Regions from separate parts of the Mus musculus genome. Here all the other regions are linked to region 4. Evidence: chromatin contacts called from public HiChIP or PLAC-seq data. All regions are on one chromosome and are shown on one strand. The core of a region is the stretch at or near the end of the contact, and the rest is flanking DNA. Distances in the headings are between cores, read along the strand shown. Region 1 overlaps Vmp1 (vacuole membrane protein 1). Region 2 holds the start of Rps6kb1 (ribosomal protein S6 kinase, polypeptide 1). Region 3 overlaps Gm38937 (a long non-coding RNA gene). Region 4 overlaps Tbx2 (T-box 2).

What was found. HiChIP or PLAC-seq counts read pairs in DNA pulled down with a chosen protein or histone mark.
Region 1: an H3K27ac HiChIP or PLAC-seq map of extraembryonic endoderm stem cells shows a contact between it and region 4, with 4 times the contacts expected there. The contact joins two enhancer-like sites. A contact is called at or near these places in 3 of 115 datasets of contacts at active chromatin or transcription factors (embryonic stem cells, extraembryonic endoderm stem cells and pancreatic cancer cells).
Region 2: an HNF4G HiChIP or PLAC-seq map of pancreatic cancer cells shows a contact between it and region 4. The contact joins the promoter of Rps6kb1 here to the enhancer-like site in region 4. A contact is called at or near these places in 1 of 39 promoter capture datasets (pre-B cells), 1 of 15 datasets of contacts at CTCF or cohesin (pro-B cells), 1 of 484 Hi-C or Micro-C datasets (pro-B cells) and 1 of 115 datasets of contacts at active chromatin or transcription factors (pancreatic cancer cells).
Region 3: a FOXA1 HiChIP or PLAC-seq map of pancreatic cancer cells shows a contact between it and region 4. The contact joins two enhancer-like sites. A contact is called at or near these places in 1 of 39 promoter capture datasets (the C10 cell line), 4 of 484 Hi-C or Micro-C datasets (the G1E-ER4 cell line, the MNK3 cell line, the N1E-115 cell line and 1 more), 6 of 115 datasets of contacts at active chromatin or transcription factors (the NIH/3T3 cell line, T-cell acute lymphoblastic leukemia, embryonic fibroblasts and 3 more) and 1 of 9 other capture datasets (embryonic stem cells).

The regions. Positions count from the first base shown.
Region 1 is chr11:86,584,339-86,588,936 of GRCm38.p6, reverse strand. It overlaps Vmp1 (vacuole membrane protein 1), which reads left to right. Exons shown (of 12, transcript NM_029478.6): 11 at 2,339-2,441; 12 at 3,486-4,598. The coding sequence ends at 3,629. Among named protein-coding and RNA genes, the nearest start is that of Mir21a, 2.5 kb to the right of the region's middle. RefSeq lists an enhancer at 1,108-2,741. Within about 2 kb of position 1,811, at least 277 of the 459 cell types and tissues checked have an H3K27ac peak or open chromatin away from gene starts, as enhancers often do. A contact at or near this core is called in extraembryonic endoderm stem cells, where this site is marked.
Region 2 is chr11:86,543,528-86,548,052 of GRCm38.p6, reverse strand. Rps6kb1 (ribosomal protein S6 kinase, polypeptide 1) reads left to right here and starts at 3,246. Exons shown (of 15, transcript NM_001114334.2): 1 at 3,246-3,487. The coding sequence starts at 3,347. It overlaps Tubd1 (tubulin, delta 1), which reads right to left and starts at 3,062. Exons shown (of 9, transcript NM_019756.3): 1 at 2,823-3,062.
Region 3 is chr11:86,378,496-86,383,211 of GRCm38.p6, reverse strand. The region is part of intron 1 of Gm38937 (a long non-coding RNA gene); the gene reads left to right. Among named protein-coding and RNA genes, the nearest start is that of Gm38937, 3.2 kb to the left of the region's middle. Within about 2 kb of position 2,606, at least 81 of the 459 cell types and tissues checked have an H3K27ac peak or open chromatin away from gene starts, as enhancers often do. A contact at or near this core is called in embryonic fibroblasts and pancreatic cancer cells, where this site is marked.
Region 4 is chr11:85,841,419-85,845,926 of GRCm38.p6, reverse strand. It overlaps Tbx2 (T-box 2), which reads right to left. Exons shown (of 7, transcript NM_009324.2): 7 at 3,979-4,508. Among named protein-coding and RNA genes, the nearest start is that of Tbx2, 11 kb to the right of the region's middle. Within about 2 kb of position 1,361, at least 171 of the 459 cell types and tissues checked have an H3K27ac peak or open chromatin away from gene starts, as enhancers often do. A contact at or near this core is called in embryonic fibroblasts, extraembryonic endoderm stem cells, pancreatic cancer cells and 1 more, where this site is marked.

The sequences.
Region 1 (4,598 bases), core at 562-3,061, 740 kb before region 4:
AGTTTTTGAGCTATTCGAGTGTGTGTTGAGGATGGCAGGGTGCTTTCTAGCAGTGTGAGGCTATGGACAAACTGGATATGGTGGTATAGACCTGCAGTCCCAGCACTGTGACGGTAGAGGCAGGAGATCAGGAGTCTTGGCAAGTGTGGATTGTACAACAAGTTCTAGCCCAGCTGAGCTATTTGAGCCCCTGTCAGGGGCTGGAGAGATGGCTCAGTGGTTAAGAGCACTGACTGCTCTTCTGAAGGTCCTGAGTTCAAATCCCAGCAACCACATGGTGGTTCACAACCATCCATAATGAGATCTGACACCTCCTCTGGTATGTGTGAAGACAGCTACAGTGTACTTATGTGTAATAATAAATAAATCTTTAAAAAAAAAAAAGAAAGCTGACACAGTGGTTAAAAGCACTTGTTGTAGTAGCTTTAATTTTTTTTTTTTCATTCAAAATCTCTGGTGTAAGAATACTTTGTGGGGACCTGTGAGGTGGCTCTGCAGGTAAGGATGCTTAACAAGCTGAGTTAGGTTCCCAGGACCCACATGTAGGAGGGAAGAACCAGACGTTGTCCTCTGGGTACAGTGGTGCAGTCAAAGGCAGTGTATCTGTCCACACACTTTGCTGGAATTGTTTTGTTATCTAGAGAATATATTCCTAGTGTAAATGGAGAGACTAATTGCCTTCCTGCCTGTACTATAAGGAAGAGTTGCTTAAGCTCCTAAGGAGATGTCCACCTACTGAGAGCGAGTCCCACCTGGGACTGCACTGCCTCACTGTTTGCCATTGTAGGTCTGCGGTTGGCAGTCGGCAGTCGGACTGCATTGCCTCGCCCTCAAAGCTTGTCTGTTTAGGCTATAATCACCATCCCTCAGTCATCTCTCCTTCCCCTCCCAGTTCTCTTAGCGTTTATTTTCTACATTGAGTCTCTAGGATTGTACTTTCTCCTGTTTGGTTTTGTGGCAAGGTCTCCGTGTAGCTCTGGCTGTCCTAACTGTCCCTACAAAAGACCTCTTAACTCACAGAGACTCACCTGCCTGTCTCATGAGAGCTGGGACTACTTGAGTGTGCTAATATGCCCAGCTGCATTTTGCTTTTCTATTTTATAGTGTGGACACAAAGTAGGGACTCCATTAAACGTTAAAGATATTACTAGGTAAAAGACTGATAGGTAATAATAGTACAAAAGAAAAAGAATGGCTAGCAGTTGGGAAGTTGTTGCTGGCTGGCAAATATAGTAGCAAAAAAGAGTCTTCTCTTATTATTCTGCTTGGGGGGGGGTGAGGAAATCGTTCACTGGTGTCAGTACGCTTTCGGGGTAGCACTGGGCACTGCGCACATGTGCCTGCTATACTTTTTCTGGCCCTAGGAAAAGTACGGGCTTATTTGCCTTGTAGCAAATAAGACAGATGAGAAAATAAAGGGTACAGGAAGTAAGGGTGTTTACTTTTCAAAGTTGCCCCACAGTACCGTTTAACACAACCTGTTAGCTATCAAAAGAAAAGGAGGGGTGGCGGGGGACCGGAGCCTGGTAGCTTCAGTTGCCAGACCGGTTTTACAGCCCTAGCTCTACGAACTCTGGGGACCTTGGTTGGTCCAGAGCCTTATCAGAGATAGCTATCCAGACATCTTGGAACAAGCTGTTTAGTAATGTACAGGAGTTTCTGGGCAAACATCCATCATAAGCCATGAAATGATTCAGGGTCCGCAGTTCCTCTCTGTTCCTTTGTTAATCACTGACTTCTGGCTGGGGGGAGGTGCCTCCCCAATGTGCTAATGCATTCTTTTTGGATAAGGATGACGCAGGGGTTGTCCTAATAAGGACTTAGATTGAGAAAGCACCTCCCACCCACCCCATCCCCCTGAGAAGACGGGACAGTCAGAGAGAGGGAGGGCAGTTTCTTTTTTAACTAGAGATGACACAAGCATAAGTCATTTCCTTATTAATCGGTTTAAACCAGTTCTTACAGGAACTAGTGGTGATAAATGTGGGACTTCTCAGAAGTCATTCATTTTATTCTTTGTGCCACAGCAGTGTGCAGTCTCAGCTGCACTAGCCTCGCCCTCCTGACATAGCAGTGGCTCTGAGCTCTCTCCTACTTTCTCCCAAATGCATTACTGCTGGCGAGACCTCTAAGGAGTTCAGGAGGAATTTTATCACTATCCAAGCTTCACAGGATTGCTGTGACCCTGATTGTTGAATTTTGTCCTTTTTATGAAGTCCTTGCCGCCCTTCTTTTCTTTTTTTTTTTTTTTTTTTAATCTGAAGGGTAAGTAGATTTCCTTTAACATTTCTCTTGCTTTTCTTCCCAAATGTGTCTTTCCTTTGGTACCTGCCTCCAGTGCTGTCCCCGGCATAGGTCCGTCTCTGCAGAAGCCTTTTCAAGAGTACCTGGAGGCGCAGCGGCAGAAGCTTCATCACAGAAGTGAAGCGGGCACACCGCAGGTGAGGATCCCTCCTGCTTCTCCCCCCTCGGCAGGCATCAGCAGGCTCAAACTAGATCCGGAGCTCTCCGGGTTTTAGATGGGGTGGCTGAGGGAGTTTATTGGTCTATGTCTAGTGGCTTTTCAGAAACAAGGATGGGGTAATGGAAGACAGGATTCTGTTGTGTGTGATGCTGTCTTGATCTTACATGAGTTATTACATACATTTCCAGGCTAGGTTAAAAAGTTAACACGTGCACCATCACCAAGCAGTAGGTAAAATGGTTATCCCCTTTCATTTCTGCTGTAGGAAAGCAACTGCTTGCTTGCTTTTCTTTTCTTTCTTTCTTTCTTTTTTCTTTTCTTTTCTTTTCTTTTCTTTTCTTTTCTTCTTTTCCTTTCTTCCTTCCTTCCTCTCTTTCTTTCTTTCTTTCTTTCTTTCTTTCTTTCTTTCTTTCTTTCTTTCTTTCTTTCTTTTTTCTTTTAAATAAAGCAAGGCTTTTACCACAGCTGAACTTTTAACTTGAATAAACTGCCTGGCCGTTTTGCCTTCAGTTCCTGAGGCAGAGGAAAGAACCAGCAGATGTGTAGGCAGCACCCTGAACAGGGAGCCTGGGGGAGAGCAGCCGCTTTCCCTTGGCTTTAGACTTCAAATAGCTCTTTGCCGCTGTGGCCAAAGAGGGCTCACATTTATGTTCTAAAAGCAGCTCTCAGAGTTTAGGTCCTCTTCCCCTTCCAAGCAAGGTCTGCAAGGCTGTAGAGAAAGTATAGACTCTAACCAGACCACTCTGTCACAGTGTAAAAGGACAGCCCACCCTCCCATCCCTCCCTAAGCCATACAGGTTAGCATCAGCTATCCATCCCACAGCTTGAACTGACAACCTAGTGTGGAAAAGCTTGGCCTGAATGTGGATTTCAGCCTACCTAGAGACCGGTTTTTAGTTGTTTGGGTATAATAGGCAAGCCTCAAGTTCTCATTGTTTCCCTTGAAGTGTTGCAAATAATCTCCTTAGTGTTGAACCGAGGAAACCCTTTTTCTTGAATTGTTCTGCTTTCTTTCCTACAGGGAGAAAACTGGTTATCCTGGATGTTTGAGAAGCTGGTGGTTGCAATGGTGTGTTACTTTGTCCTGTCTATTATTAACTCCATGGCACAAAACTATGCCAAACGAATCCAGCAGCGCTTGAACTCAGAGGAGAAAACTAAATAAGCAGAGAGTTTTTATCTGCAGAAGTTAACATGGTGGAGTCCTGCCTTACACTGGGAGGGCTCTAACCAGGAAGGAAGGTCCCCGTTTCCAACCTGTGTTGATTTTTAAAACATTCTTCCTGAAAGCAGTTTAGTCCATATGTTACACTGACATACTTTATTTGTTAAGGTAAGGTGTCTACACCCTCAGTTCAATCCACGTCGTATTCTTTAGGGTGGATGTGATGTTCTGCTGCAAACTTAACAAAAACTGGCCTTCTGATACCTTCACAGGGCCACACAGAACCTTCTGAAGTATGTTAAATATGTCAGGCTTTTTAGGCTTGTCACAAATGATTGTTTTTTTCTAAGTCACCAAATGTATATAAGTTATATATATTGGATAGCAATCTTGCATGTCTATCATGGAACAATTTAATATGCCTTCCTTTCCCACCCTCAAAAAGGCCATTTTATGACGCATTGCACACCCTCTGGGGAAATTGATCTTTAAATTTTGAAACAGTATAAGGAAAATCTGGTTGGTGTCTCACAAATGAGTACGCCATTTTTTATTCTGTATATTTAGAATGAAGTCGTGAAAAACTTTATAAAGACATCTTTGATCATTCCGAAATTGTGTCCGTTTTCTTTAGTGCTATGGTTTTTTGTTTCTTTTTCACTTCTACAAAGCGAGTGGCAGCCTTGCCAATTAGACTTAAACCAGAATTGCCCAGGCTTTTATGTATTGCCTGAGAGAGCTACCTCCAAGGTGTTTTGTTGTTGGGCTGGAGATCTAAGCGGGACTATGAGGTTCACCTAGAGTGGGAATCTCTTACTTTATAAAAACAAGAAGTGGTGATGTATAAATCAGAGGACACTAGCAAGAAAGGCTTTTTCATGTTCATGTTAGTTTTAGCTGTTTGTACTCCGGCTTTAACAGGTGGAAGCTTACTTCTCTGTGTGATTTCTGTGTTTTATTTCAATGTGA
Region 2 (4,525 bases), core at 1,997-4,496, 700 kb before region 4:
TTTTTTTAAAGATTTATTTATTATTATGTCTAAGTACACTGTAGCTATCTTCAGACACTCCAGAAGAGGGCGTCAGATCTCATTACAGATGGTTGTGAGCCACCATGTGGTTGCTGGGATTTGAACTCAGGACCTTCGGAAGAGCAGTCAGAGCTTTTACCCACTGAGCCATCTCACCAGCCCTGTTGTCTTCTCTTTAAAAGTACTTAATTAATCTTTTTTTTTCTTGTTTTTGAGATAGGGCCTCAATGTGTGACTCTGGCTATCCTGGAACTCACTATATAGATCAGGCTAACCCCAAACTTAAGGAGATCATCTTCCCTCTGCCTCCTGAGTGCTGTGAATTTATTCCTATGTTATGTGCATGTTTTACCTGCATGTATGTCTGTTGACTACATGCATGCAGTGCCCTCAAGGGCCAAAAGAGGGTGTCAGAACATATCATCTGGGGCTGCAGTCACAATTGCCTTGCAGATGCTTGGAACTGAACCTGGGTCCTCTGCAAGAGCAGCAAGTTCTCTTAACTCCTGAGCCATCTCTCCAGCCTGATTTTATTGTCTTGACATTATATTGTTCAAAGACTTTCCAAGAGACATGTTTTTCTTTCCCTCTTGTGTGTGTGTGCGCATGTGTGTGTGTGTATAATTACAAAGTGTTTCCTAGAGTGTACTGGGGAGGTCAACAGGCTGACAAGGTAAAACCAAATAGCACAAAGGTTGCAGCAAGGGAGTTATAACATGTTTTTCTGTAAATGGAGCTTATGGCTTGTTCAAGAGCATCCTAGAAAACTGCAGGCTTATATCTGCAAACAGAGTAAGAAATCATATACTCTTAGGCCATAAGCATGGCTCATTACTATTTTAATGTTCTTATTTGAAATAGCCCTATATAAAAGAAATGTTGCCGGGCATGGTGGCACATGCCTTTAATCCCAGCACTTGGGAGGCAGAGGCAGGCGGATTTCTGAGTTCGAGGGCAGCCTGGTCTACAGAGTGAGTTCCCAGGAGAGCCAGGACTACAGAGAAACCCTGTCTCGAAAAAAACAAAACAAAACAAAACCAACCAAACAAAAAAAGAAATGTTGTCTCTAATAGGCAACTTTCACAGAAAATTTTGTGTGTATGTATGTGTGTGGTCCTTGCTTTCTACCAGGTCTGAAGATGGGCCTCTCTTCTGTTGTTTGCAGCTGTGCATTAGACTAGCTGACCCATGATTCTAGGGAATATCCTGTCTCCACTCCCCATCTTTCCATAGGAGTGTTGGGATGTGCTAACACATCTGGTTTAACATGGGTTCTGGAGATTCATATTCAGACCCTCAGGCTTGCATTGCGAGTACTTTGTCCCTGAGCCATCTTCCCCAGTCCTCTGAACTAGAATCCCGATTCTCAGATGGTGAGACCTCAGTGAAATTTTGGAATAACACACCTTTTTCCTCAAATTTCCTGTCCCCATCTAAGAATCTAGTCATTTCAAGAAATTCCCTCACTCTATAATTTGGGGGATTTAGGGTTCACTGGCCCAAATTCATTCACATACAATTCAATGGTTTCCAAAATATGATTCACATTCACTGTTGTCCCAAGTACACTTTTAAAAGAAAACAAATAAACCATAACAAAAGTGTTGGTTGTGGGGGCTGTGTAGCCACGGGGACCGGAGCCTAGAAGCAGCACCCACATAGCAAGCCAGGAGTCCTGTGCAGGCCTGTAGTTACAGAGGCAAGTCCAGTGCGGACAGAAGGACCACTGTGGATAGCTTCCACTTGGTTGAGAAAACTCAGCCCCAAGTTCAGAGAGAGAGAGAGAGAGAGGGAGAGAGAGAGAGAGAGCTGGATGCCCTCATCTCCTGTGCATTTGCATAAGTGCTCACATTCACACACATGTGCATATATACTCACACACATAAATAATCTAAAGGAAATATGATCCTGAAGGAATTCTTTGTATACATTTCACACTACATGGACATCAGAAGTTAGCTCAACAATAGAACATTCAATAACATTAATTTTCTGTTTTCTCACCAACCGTCTTCTGGCCCGGAAAGCACAGTTAAGATCAATAAGCCCAGTCATGGTGGCTATACCTTTAATTCCAGTACTCAAGAGACAGAGGTAGGCAGATCTCTGAGTTTGAGGACACAGAGAGTTCCAGGACAGCCAGGGCCACATAAAGAAATCCTGTCTCTGAAAACCAAAAACCAAACCAACTAGCATAAAGTTGGATCCAGGCATAGTGGTGCAAGCCTTTCAACCCAACAACACTTGGGAGGCTGAGGCAGACCGATCTCTGTGAGTTTGCACCTACACAGTGCGTTCCAGGACAGCCAGAGCTACATAGCGAGATCGTGTCTCGGAAAGAAAAGAAAGAAAAACAAAGTTGGAGCTTAGAGAAAGACCAGATAAAATATGAAACTAAATCTTTATTATTTTTAAACGACGTTGTTTGTTTTTAGACAACATCTCTCTATGTAGCCCAGTTACGCCTGAAACTGTCTAATTAGTCTGGGCTGACTTGAAACACATGATCCTTCTGCCTCAGCCTCTCGGAGAACAGGGACTATTTTAAAAAGAGTATTTTTGATAAGTGCTTCACATCAAGTCTATGTAGCCCCGGAAAGGAGCAGAGGCTTGTGAACCAGATTTTCAACTTAACGTCTAAGACTGCATTGTAGGTAATTCTATTCTCACTTTACAGTTAAGGAAATTGAGTTACCGAAGGGTTATGTAACTTTTCCAAGCCACTGAATTAGCAAATAGCAAAGACAAGAGTCTCTCTTTGCCTTTCTTCCCTATCAGCTCCCCGGTAACCCCACACTCACTGACAGCTCTGCGACCGGCAGTTTCAGTTCGGTTCAAACTTCAGAAGACCAACCCTCTCACTACGCGCATGCTCACTTTCAATACTTTAAAAAAAAAAACTACTTAGAACAAATAAATGCGCTCGCTCCTTATGCGAAGAGCTCTGCTGAGGGCTTGTCTTTTTTCGACCCTCGTTTCCCTTCTTCTATTTAGGAAGGCTAATCACGCATGTTCAATTTCAATTTATCAACTTCAGATATGGTACGCATGCTCCGTGTCCGGCAAACGCCTTAGACAGAAACGCGCAAGCTGTACTTTCCCGGCTTGGCTTCGGACGGTGTTCTGCGCATGCTCCTGCCAGTACCTGGCCCCGGGAGCTAATGCTACGCATGTCCGCTGCCCACTGTATGGCTTCAGAAGACTTTGTACGCATGCGCCGGAGCTGAACTTGAGGAGCCAGTCTGGGGCCTAGGCGCAGACGCATTGAGCTTAAGCAGCCGGTGATGGCGGCAGCAGCCGTGGAGTCTGCGGCGGGTCCGGGCCCATGAGGCGACGACGGAGGCGGGACGGCTTTTACCTAGCGCCTGACTTCCGACACAGGGAAGCTGAGGACATGGCAGGAGTGTTTGACATAGACCTGGACCAGCCAGAAGATGCAGGCTCTGAGGATGAGCTGGAGGAGGGGGTGAGGCCCGGGGTCCCCGGGGTATGGGCGGCGGGGTGGGGGGGCAGCGGCGAGGTGACAGGGCCGGGGTGGCGGCGTGGGCCCGGGAAGCCTGGTGTGCCCGAGGGCGTGGAGACCCGGGGGGGACGCGAGCGGTCTCCGGGAGGAGCTGAGGCGCCGCGCGGCCGAGTCGGGGAGCGGGCGGGCGGGCGGACGGACCTGGCCCTAGGTGTGAGGCCTCTGCGGGGCGCGCAGGTGCAGGGCTCGCCCTGATCCCTAGCTGAGCGCTGCCCCGGAGCAATGTGTTTCTGGAGCGCCGAGGAGAAAAGGCGCGCGGTCGGCTTCTGGAGCTGTGGGGCTTGAGTGCGGCCCGGGTGGTGTGAGCGTGTGCTGGGGGTGGGGAGGGCCGATCTTGTTGGGGTGTCCCCCTTAGTGCAGGTGAGATGCGGAAGGGTTTCCCTGTGGAGTGTAAGATTGCAAGCCTTAAATCTTCAGACTCCCCACAACCACCTCTCTTCTCGGCCTGTCGCTTCTCTCCTAGGAAGCGCTCAGCTGTTAGAAGTGACAGCTGAAAACTTCTGTCGGGAGTAGCACTGCTGTGACAGCCACCAGGAGTTTTATTTCGGGAGCAAGGGGGCTCTGCTGCATCTTCCAGGGTTTGTTTGTTTGCCTTTTATTTTTAACCCCCCTTCCGTGTGACTTTTTAAAGGAAAAAAAAACCCCCATTCATAACGACACACGGCATTTGTAAGTTAATTCCCTTCAAGTTGAAGATGTCTATATTTTTTTTTCAGAATAATTTATGTAATTGTAGGGTGGGAAAAAAAGCGTTGACAGCTGTGATTTGTCTCGCCAAAAATAAATTGCTTGAACCGAGACTTGTGAATAGTGGTGTGAGGGTTTTCCTTGCTGAAGTTTAAATTTAGAGTCGCTTTTCTAGTGCACATCTTGGCTTTACCTTTGCTGTCCTAGTAGTTTGTTATTTATGTATACCATTTTTTCTACAGTAATACTTACTGAAACGTACATATTTTACACCAAGGGTTAAAAAAATACATC
Region 3 (4,716 bases), core at 1,357-3,856, 540 kb before region 4:
AAAAGAAGGAAAGGAGAGGAGAGGAGAGGAGAGGAGAGGAGAGGAGAGGAGAGGAGAGGAGAGGAGAGGAGAGGAGAGCGTCCCAGAAGCACAGACTGTAAAAGTTGCTGGCTCAACCTAAGAAGATTATAGAGAAGAAGTGGCTGGAACAGAACGTGATATTGACAAAACTTGGTGATGAACTGATTATGGGCTGGGATCAAGTGCCTCTGGGACTTCTGGCTTGCCTAACTTGATAAGGTGATATCATTTGCCAGTTGTTACAGAGGCTCTAGGACAGTTTTATCAATCCTATTACTACAAACTGAGACACTTGTACACATGAATTCTTAGCAGGGGTGTGAATGTGATGCTCACAGAAAAGCCACCTCGTTGCCTGCTTTCCGGCGCTGGCTGTGATCATTCTCTATGTCACATCATGAGTCCTGTTCTTGCTTCACTATGCATTGAACTGGACAAGATTAGTTGTCCTCTCAGGGCCTTGGTATTTTTTCTAGTGTTTGAGGAAGCTGAGCCAAATGACCTCTAAAGAGTACACAGCAGAGATGGGGCAAGCCAGTGGCTCTGTGTGTGTGTCTGCGCGCGTGCACGTGCGAGAGAGAGAGAGAGAGAGAGAGAGAGAGAGAGATAGAGAGAGAGAAAGAAAGAGAGAGAGAGGGAGAGGGAGAGGGAGAGGGAGAGAGAGAGATCTCTTTAGGAGTGCTGAGTGTCATTCCCCCTTTGAGACAGGGTCATTCCCACTTACTAGGATTGGGTAGCTGGCCATTGTGTTCCAGGTATCCTCCTGCCTCCACCCGCCCATCACTAGAATTATAAGCACATGCTACCACACTGACATTTTCATGTAGGTTGTGGGGTTTGATCTTGGGTCCTCCTGCTTGCAAGGCAATCCCTTTACTGATTGAACCATCTCCACAGCCCCTGAGACTGGTAATCTCTAGAAGCTAGAGGTCTTCTAATCTTGAAAGACTTTGTGCCTCTCTAACCCCAGGGCTTCCATCATGAACACTACCACATCCAACTTGTCTGGTGTTGTCTTGCTGTGCATGCAGATGTCCAGCTCCTGGGTTTCTGTGCTCCAGCCCTACGACTAGGGTCTACACAAACTTCCATAACCTCAAGTAACCCTGGGCCAATACTGAATACTCCTTTCCAAGTCACACGACCAGATGGTCCCAGGGGAAATTCAGTTCTCTGTGTGTTTTTATTTCCAAATGAAGGCTCTCTTCAGACAACAGAACAAATGTGCCAACATCCTGTTCCAAAACCCAGAAAACACAAATTCCCAAGAACCACCAGCCCTTTAGTCAGTCTGGCTCAAAGAGAAAGCTATTACTAATTCAAGATCCCGTAGCCTTACCTCCTCTTGCCTCACTGGTAGTAACACTGCACAAAACATGTAAAGAACTGAGTCATGCTATCATCCTGTCGATGGCTTAACGATTAGAAGTGTGAGGGACTGCCCTTCAGTCTGACCTTCATTGACATAGTAAACTATGTCTTTGGCTTCCAGTGGGGATGGCAGTGGGGGTGGAAGGGAGTGACTCAAGGTTCTAGGCTAGTATTATGTGGTGATGATTTTGAATGGCTTCTCTAAAATACTTCATTGAGTACTGCCTAAATAAACAAGATGATCTAAAGCCTGGCATAAGGAGCCAGTGCTGTGTTGAAATCTATGCACTTGGACCCAGACCAAGGACCGTCCCATAGAATCCCTGAGAAACAATCCTCTTGAAGATGATCATTTATTCCTACCCAGGGCTACGGATACTGATTCTTTTGCACAAAGGAACTTCACACAGGTTCCCTAATCCTTACTCTGGCTATCATTTAAGTGATCCATGAAGGACCTGTGATCTGCTCAAAGCCAGCCCTGTTCACTCCCTGCCCTGTCCTGTACTCAGAGCTCCTGAATCAAACAAGTAGCCTCTAGCTTTCTCTTCCACAGTGGATGGAAGGCTTCTCTGAAGTATAAGGTTTACCCCACCCCATCATGGTAAAGGTATCATTTTTATAGAATGTATGCCATGTATCATTATAATCCCTTTCTTGTAAGGGAAGTTTATTAGAGTTAAACTGCTGGTTGCTGGCCAACCAATGTATTAATAGTTCTTGGTCAAGTGCCAATCCTTAGTTTAATCAGCTGCCTTGACCTCAGGAGATGGGGAGGGTCATGTGGTGTTAAATGGGACAACCTGTTACTCGTGTTCCTGAGGGCAGCTAGTGCAGAAAGCACTGAACAACTTATCCACGAGCCTCACGCGAACAAGCACACGTAGTAAGTCAGAATGTGCTTGAGTCGATTTCGTAATTATTCAGCTGACATCTTTCTTTCTCTGACTGGAGAAGAAGGCACACGGGTGCACCCAGTAGGTGCTCAATGGCTAATTTTCAATGAAAGGAAAAAAAAATCCCTGACTAAAGCTGGCAATCGGTGGAGTAGAGAGAAGTTGGAAATATCAGGAGAGGAATGTAATGAATCAAAGGTCTGACTGAGTCAGGTTATGAGTAAGCCAAGTTATGAATAAGCAGAGCCAACAGTGTGTAAAAATACCCACAGTGTAAATGACACGAGAGCTAGGCAGTAGTGAGCAGAAGGCATGGCAGGCACAAGGGAGGACTGAGTCACCTCGGAACTCATTCCTTGAGGCCAGAGCTTCCTTCCTACTCAGCGCTTCCTGACTCTAGTAGCCTGTCTTCCCTAGGGTCCTGTGAACATGGACTCTTACAATAAAACTCCCTGAGGCTAACCTGATGAACTGGCACTTGTTGGTCATCTCAGCTCTGGAAGATCAATTAGTATTACTTAGCTCGTGAAGTCATCACCCCTTTCAGCAGACTGGCAGTCAAGCTGTGTGGAAACTTAGACATGTTTTTATTCAAAGTGGAGATACCACCTTAGACTCAACCTAGACCCCCTATATAAATAAACTTTATTTTAATTATATTTAAGCTGGGCATAGTAGTGCATGCTTTTAATCCCGGCACTCGGGAGGCAGAGGCAGGCGGATCTCTATGAGTTTGAAGTCAGCCTAGTTTACTGGTCTGCGATGAGTTCCAGGACAGCCAGAGCGCCAGAGCTATGTAGTGAGACCCTATCTTTAAAACAAAACAAAACAAAGAGAAAAAAGAAAAAGAAAAAAATGATTTTCTTTTCAAGATAGGATCTCACTCTGCACCCTGGCTAGCCTGGAGCTTGCTATGTAGAACAGGCTCACCTCAGACTCACAAGTATCCTGTTTCTACCTCCCAAATGCCGGCATTAAAGACATACATCACTACTCCTGGCCGTAACATACTATATTTATCTCTGTTTCAGTGGAATTTTTATCCTGCTGAAGCAAAAGCAAACAAATTTGCTCTATTGTACCTTCATCTTTAAATTAAACATTAGTAAGAAAAATTAAATATTACTTTAGAATAATTTTAGGGGATATTATGAAGATTGACCATCTTCATCATTACCGATGTTAACTTCTAGACTTCTGTGCATTATTAATTACTTAATGACAACCCACCAAGCTGTAAGTTCCCTGACAGTCTTGAGTCCTTTTTGGTATCTAAATCTCTTTATTTACTATTGCTGCTTTAACAAGTTACCATATGTTGACTTGCCTAAATGGCACAAATTCATTATCTTGTAGTTAGTGGGGTAGGAGTTGGATACAGACCTGACTGGGTTCAAACCAAGGTATCATCAGAGCTGCTTGCTTTTTCTGGAAGCTCTAGGGAAGGCGCCTCACTTTTTCTCAGCTTCTACAGGCTTCTGGCTCCCTCCTTCACTTCCAAAGCCAGCATGCTGCGCCTTGTTTGTGTTACATATCTGACCCTCTTTCATGGTCCCTTCTCCCTCCAACTGATGTCAGCTGGCAAAGGTTCTCTGTGGGGATTCCAGAATAATCTTGCAACGTCCCTTAGCCTTAATTACATCTGTAAAATCCCCTTTGTAACATAATATATTCACCGATTACCTTGGATTAGGACACACATCTTTTAGGGAAGCAATTATTCTGCCCCGCACACTGTAATTACCAATCCTTCTGTGGTCTGATAAGAACATCTAGGATCATGACAGCATTCAAGATGCGTCTCAAAAGCACAAATTGCTAGAAAGAAGAAACCTCATGATAAATAAAATCTAGTCCTTTCCATTGGAGACCAGCAGAAGTGGTTATGTTGGCTCAAGCAGGCAATCTCAGTTTGGCAAGGAGAGAGGAGGATCCAGAATGTGAGGGTAGGCTAGCCTGTGATACACAGTGAGACTGTCCAAACAAACAAACAAGGAGAAGAAAGGAGGAAAGAAATCAGTAGAAACTGTGATTAGCGTCAATGTGCTTGTGCAGTGAGATTTATATTAACTTCTACAGGGATCCTTTCCAATAGATATTAACTTCATTTTATAGCCAAGGAAAGTGAGATTCTGAGTAGCTAAATACTCTGTGCAAAGTTACATAGCTGATCCTAGCCAGTCGTTTGGAATCTCAGCTAGGTCTGTCAGGTACTCAACCCCATGCAGTTTCCACTGTGCACATGACCGTGCAATTTTGGTGTGCAATTTAGCCCACGTATATGAAAATGGCTGACAAAGGGTTCCCTCGGGGACTTTAGGTAGAACTTTCTTTGACTTTTTAAACTTTTACTTTTTTTTTTTTTTTTTAAATAGGATCTTGCGGGGCTGGTGAGATGGCTCAGTGGGTAAGAGCACCCGACTGCTCT
Region 4 (4,508 bases), core at 112-2,611:
GGAACGTTTCAACTAGTCTCTCACATATCACTTTGGGTTTGGTCCACACCATTTACTTTGCCAACCGGGATCCTGGAGCTCAGAAAAGAGAGTCGTACTGTTCAGGATCTCATGGCTAGAGGCAAAGGTTGGCTTTGAACTTCTCATTCAGTTTTCCTACTGAACATCTGCTTTGCAATAGATGGGCATCAAGTGACTGTTAGATTACCAAAGGTCTCATCCTATCCTCTGGTATGCCTTGAAGGTGCCGAGACTCTGGCTGGGGGGAGGCAACAAGTTGCTGGCTAAGGAAGAGATGCAAGACTGATGGGAACTGGGCAGGTTTCTATCCGTGTGCTCTTAAAAAGCGTATGTAGACTTATTCTGCCCGTTTGTCGAGCTGCTGGCATCTTTGGTACTTAGCTCCCCCAAATTTTCCCCACTCTGAGTGTGCCATTTGTTAGTGATCAGGTTTCCCCTCTTTACCCACGAGCATCCGACTCAAACCTGACTCAAACTCTGGTGGCTCACTTCTGAGTCCTTCTTACTTAGCATCTTCGGGAACTACTGAAGACCCAAAGCCTCCTCAAGACCTTTGGTTGTCTTGTAAGATTTAACCCTTGGTCCTCAAGTGCACTGGTCCCTGGTGCATACCTAACAGTCTCTTCGTGTGACCTTGAGGAGCTGAGGAGGTGGAGGTAGGAGCTGAGGAATGTCTTAGCCAACACTTACACCCAAGCTTGCATGGTTCAGTGGAGCTTCACACTCCAAAAGGGCCAGAGGCGTGTTTTCCAGTGCTCATAGATCCCAGCCCTGACTGTGTTTCCAAGAGGCCAGGAAAGCCAGAGGCAAGCGCCTTCCCTGTCCCAAGAAGAATCTGAGTCCAGCCAGGCACATCGAAGACCATAGCTTCTAGGAGCTGGCACTGCAGGGCAGCTCCAAGAGAAAAACCCACATTAAGTTTTGAGCTCCCTCGTCGGTGCCCGCAGTCGGCAGCCCACTCAAGTCCCTGGGCCTGGACCTACAGTGGATCTGAGATCCCTCTCCGTGCCCATTTCTCTGGACTCACTGCACCTTGGGCTCTGGCAGGGAGTGCTGGCCGGCTGCTTGACCGGGCCCTGTCCTGGAGCGCCATCTCGTGGGAACGTGGGGAGTTCCTGAGGCCTGGGACCTGGGAAGGCTCCCGAGTCCGGAGCAGCCAAGTGAGTTCGGGGTCCTTAGCCCATCAAACCCGATGGACAGACACGCACCCCAAGGGAGCCTAAAAGAAACTCGGAGGGGAAAACAGTCATCCGGGCACCAACACTTTCCCTGGTGGGTAACTTGTCTGCTCTCCAGAGGACGCGACACAATGCCCTGAGATCACCCGGAGCGCCCAGCCCCCTCCAACGCACGGGGTCGTTCTCCCCGCTGACTCTTGATCGTTGGCTGGACTCAGCCTACCGGGAGAGTGTTCCAAACTTCTCGGTCAAGGGCGGAGAGGCGGAAGGAGAATGGGAAAAGGAAACGAAGTTGGATTTAGGGTCGCTCCCAAGGTAGGAAGGAGGGCTCAGAGTTGCAATTCTGATCTCTCCCAAACCGTTCCCTCCGCGGCGGCCTTCACCTAGAGAAGCGGGGGGCGGGGCCAGAGCCCAGGCGGGGCGGGGCCCGAGCTCAGGCGGGACGGGATCGCTGTCGCGCCGCGGCGTGCTCCTCCCCGCGTCAGTGAATCCACAGTGGGCTGGGGAGGCTGAACCCGGTTCAACGCCCTCCAGGAGGACAGGGCCTTCTGCCGAGGCTCAGAAGCTCTGCACCGCAGCGGGAAGTTTGGAAGGAAGAAATGGCTCGAGGGTTCGGAAGCCTCGGATTAACCGCGTGGAAAATGCAGTGTCCAACATCTCGGAATCTATTCAGTTGCGCTGCTAGGGGTCTCACGAAGGCTCCAAATGCTGAATCTTCGAGTTCTCGGGTGTTATCACACCCAGTCCTAAACCAGCACAGTTCTCTAAGACCCCACACTCCCCATTGAGTCTCTTGGCGACACGCTTGGTCACCCACTTAACAGACCTCAGAGGCCCCTTGGTCACCCACTTAACAGACCTCAGAGGCCCCTTGGTCACCCACTTAACAGACCTCAGAAGCCCCTCGATACCCATCGCTCACACACTCCTCTCTGCTGACGGATTTGCCATCCAATGGCCCTGGTTGGGCAGGTCCTGAAGGGTTAAGGCAGCGGGTACACGGGCGCTTGAGCTAATTGGCGACCCCCAGAGACAATGAAGACTGGAAGGCTGGGAAGGCTGGTGGCTTAATTGGGCCTGGGAGTGGCCAGGCCTTTGTCTGGGACAAGGCCCAGCCCGTCAGCTGCAGGATTCCCCAAGCCGCACTTGGCCTTGCAGCTGGGGCCCAGCGGAGCACTGTAGTGGCAATCCCGGGAGGGGGGTGTGTACGGCCGAAAGCAGGGGAGCGGGAGGATTCTCCAAGCCGCGCTGCAGGCTCGGAAATAACACCAGACCCGAGTTGCTGCGGCCCTGCCCACCACCGCGTGTGCTGCCCCCTGGTGTCCGCAGGCCGAGGGGGCCCCACAGCCAAACTCTCGGCATTCTTTCCTGGTTGAAAGCGAGAGGCAGCAAGATGCCAGTGCACACGTTGCTTTGGGATTTTTTATTTTTATTTTTTACGGGGAGTTTCAACCCAAAGTGACCTCAAATAAACGTAGAGATAGGGAGAGACTCTATGCGAAGTAGGGAGGGACTTTCCTTGTTCCTGCTTGGTTCGTGAACCACATTGCCTAATCAGTCCAGGCGGAGCAGAACAGGGGAGCCATAGCTCACCTACGGTTGGGATGAGACCATCTACACACAGGCACGCACACGCACGCGCGCGCACACTCCACACTCTCTACCCAGGGAAACTTGAGGCAGCCCTGTCTCAGAGGAGTTGGACAAAGTTTTTTCCTTGTAAGTGTGTCAGCCCAGGAAGGTGTTCGGAGCATTAGGAGTTCCTGAAACTTTCAAGTCTACCTACATCTTCACTCTGCCCTTCAAATCATTGCTGATGTCCCCGGGCGAGTGGAAAGTCATACACGCCCCAGAGGTTCACAATGTCTAACAAGGCAATCTTTTGGGGTTGGACGTCAAAACCTCCTGGACTTAAAGGGATGAAGACGGGGTGCTCAACGACCACAAATCCAGAGACATGTAATCAGCTCCCGGAGGCACCTGCCAGCTGGATGAGGTTACTAGCTGTGGCCTTCTGGAGCGGCGTGGATGGGAGCTCTCCTTAACAGAGGGGGTCTTAGGGAAGCACCAGCCCAATGGGGCCAGTGGGACACAGTGGGACTCCCTTGAAAGTCGCCAGCAAGTTGATGCAAGGAGGGGATCGAAGATAAACAAGCTGTAAGGAGGGATTTTTAGGCCAGATTTTCCCAGCACCCCAAGCACCGAGTGATTCCAGAAGGCAGAGTGATGGGACAGAATTCTGGAGTTGGTGGTACTGAAGAAAGTTGGCCACTACCTCCTCCCCAACACACACACACACACACACACACACACACACACACACACACACACACACACACACGAAAGGAGAAAGAGAAGAGAGCAGGGCCCCGTTTCCCAGATCATGTACCCAGGAAGGTTGAAAGGAGGGGTGAGGAGCAGGTCCACAGTGTCCTAGAAAGGGAGTCGGGAGTCCAGGCCACTCTGTGCGTTTTGCGTTAATCCTGTGACTAGGTGCGGGGAGTGGCAGGAGCTGCGGTCACACAGAGTGGCCAGCAGGGGGAGCCCGGGCCGCGGGCCTGGGTCGCGGGGGCTGCGGAGCGGAGTGGCGCCTCCAGGCCTGGCCTGAGCCGGGCGCCGACGTCGGCGCCTCGGAGCCTCGCGGATCTGCTCGAGGCCGGGCTGCCGGGCCGCCATCGCCGAGGTGCAGCTGAGGGCCAGAAAGGGGCGCCCGTGTCCCCGCCTCAGTCCCTTCTTCAGAGCCCCAGCCCCGCGCGGCCCACAGAGCGCACAGCGCGGGTCAAATCGCATGATAGCGTTTTTATTATTTTCTCGCTTCGTTCTCCCTCTGGAGCAAAAAGTGAAAACCTGAGGTGGGGCCCGTGGGCCGGGCGGGCAAAACCGGGGTGCAGAGGCTGAGGGGTCCGCAGGGTGGGCCTTCCCTGGGGTTCGGTGCCTCCCCTTCCCCAGCAGCCAAGGATCCTGGGGCCCTGTACAATATAGATGCTCATGTAAAATGAAAAAAAAATTAAATGCTATGAGTTAATCTCTAAATATATGTACACAGCAATGTACACCTTCGAATAAATTAATACGAATTTGTATCCTCTGGGAACCTTAAAGCTTATTTACACAAATTACCATTTATTTCATAAATATCTTTTGCCCCCTGGGGACTCAAAGAAGAAGTGCAACTTCCTCCGCTGATCCAGAAGTGGACATAGGAATGGCGCCTGTCTTTTGTGGGGTAGAGGTGGGAAGACCAAGCGGACATGACTCCTCCTAGCTCAAGTCTACGCTGACTTCAGGCTCCCCTGGCTCCAGCATCCT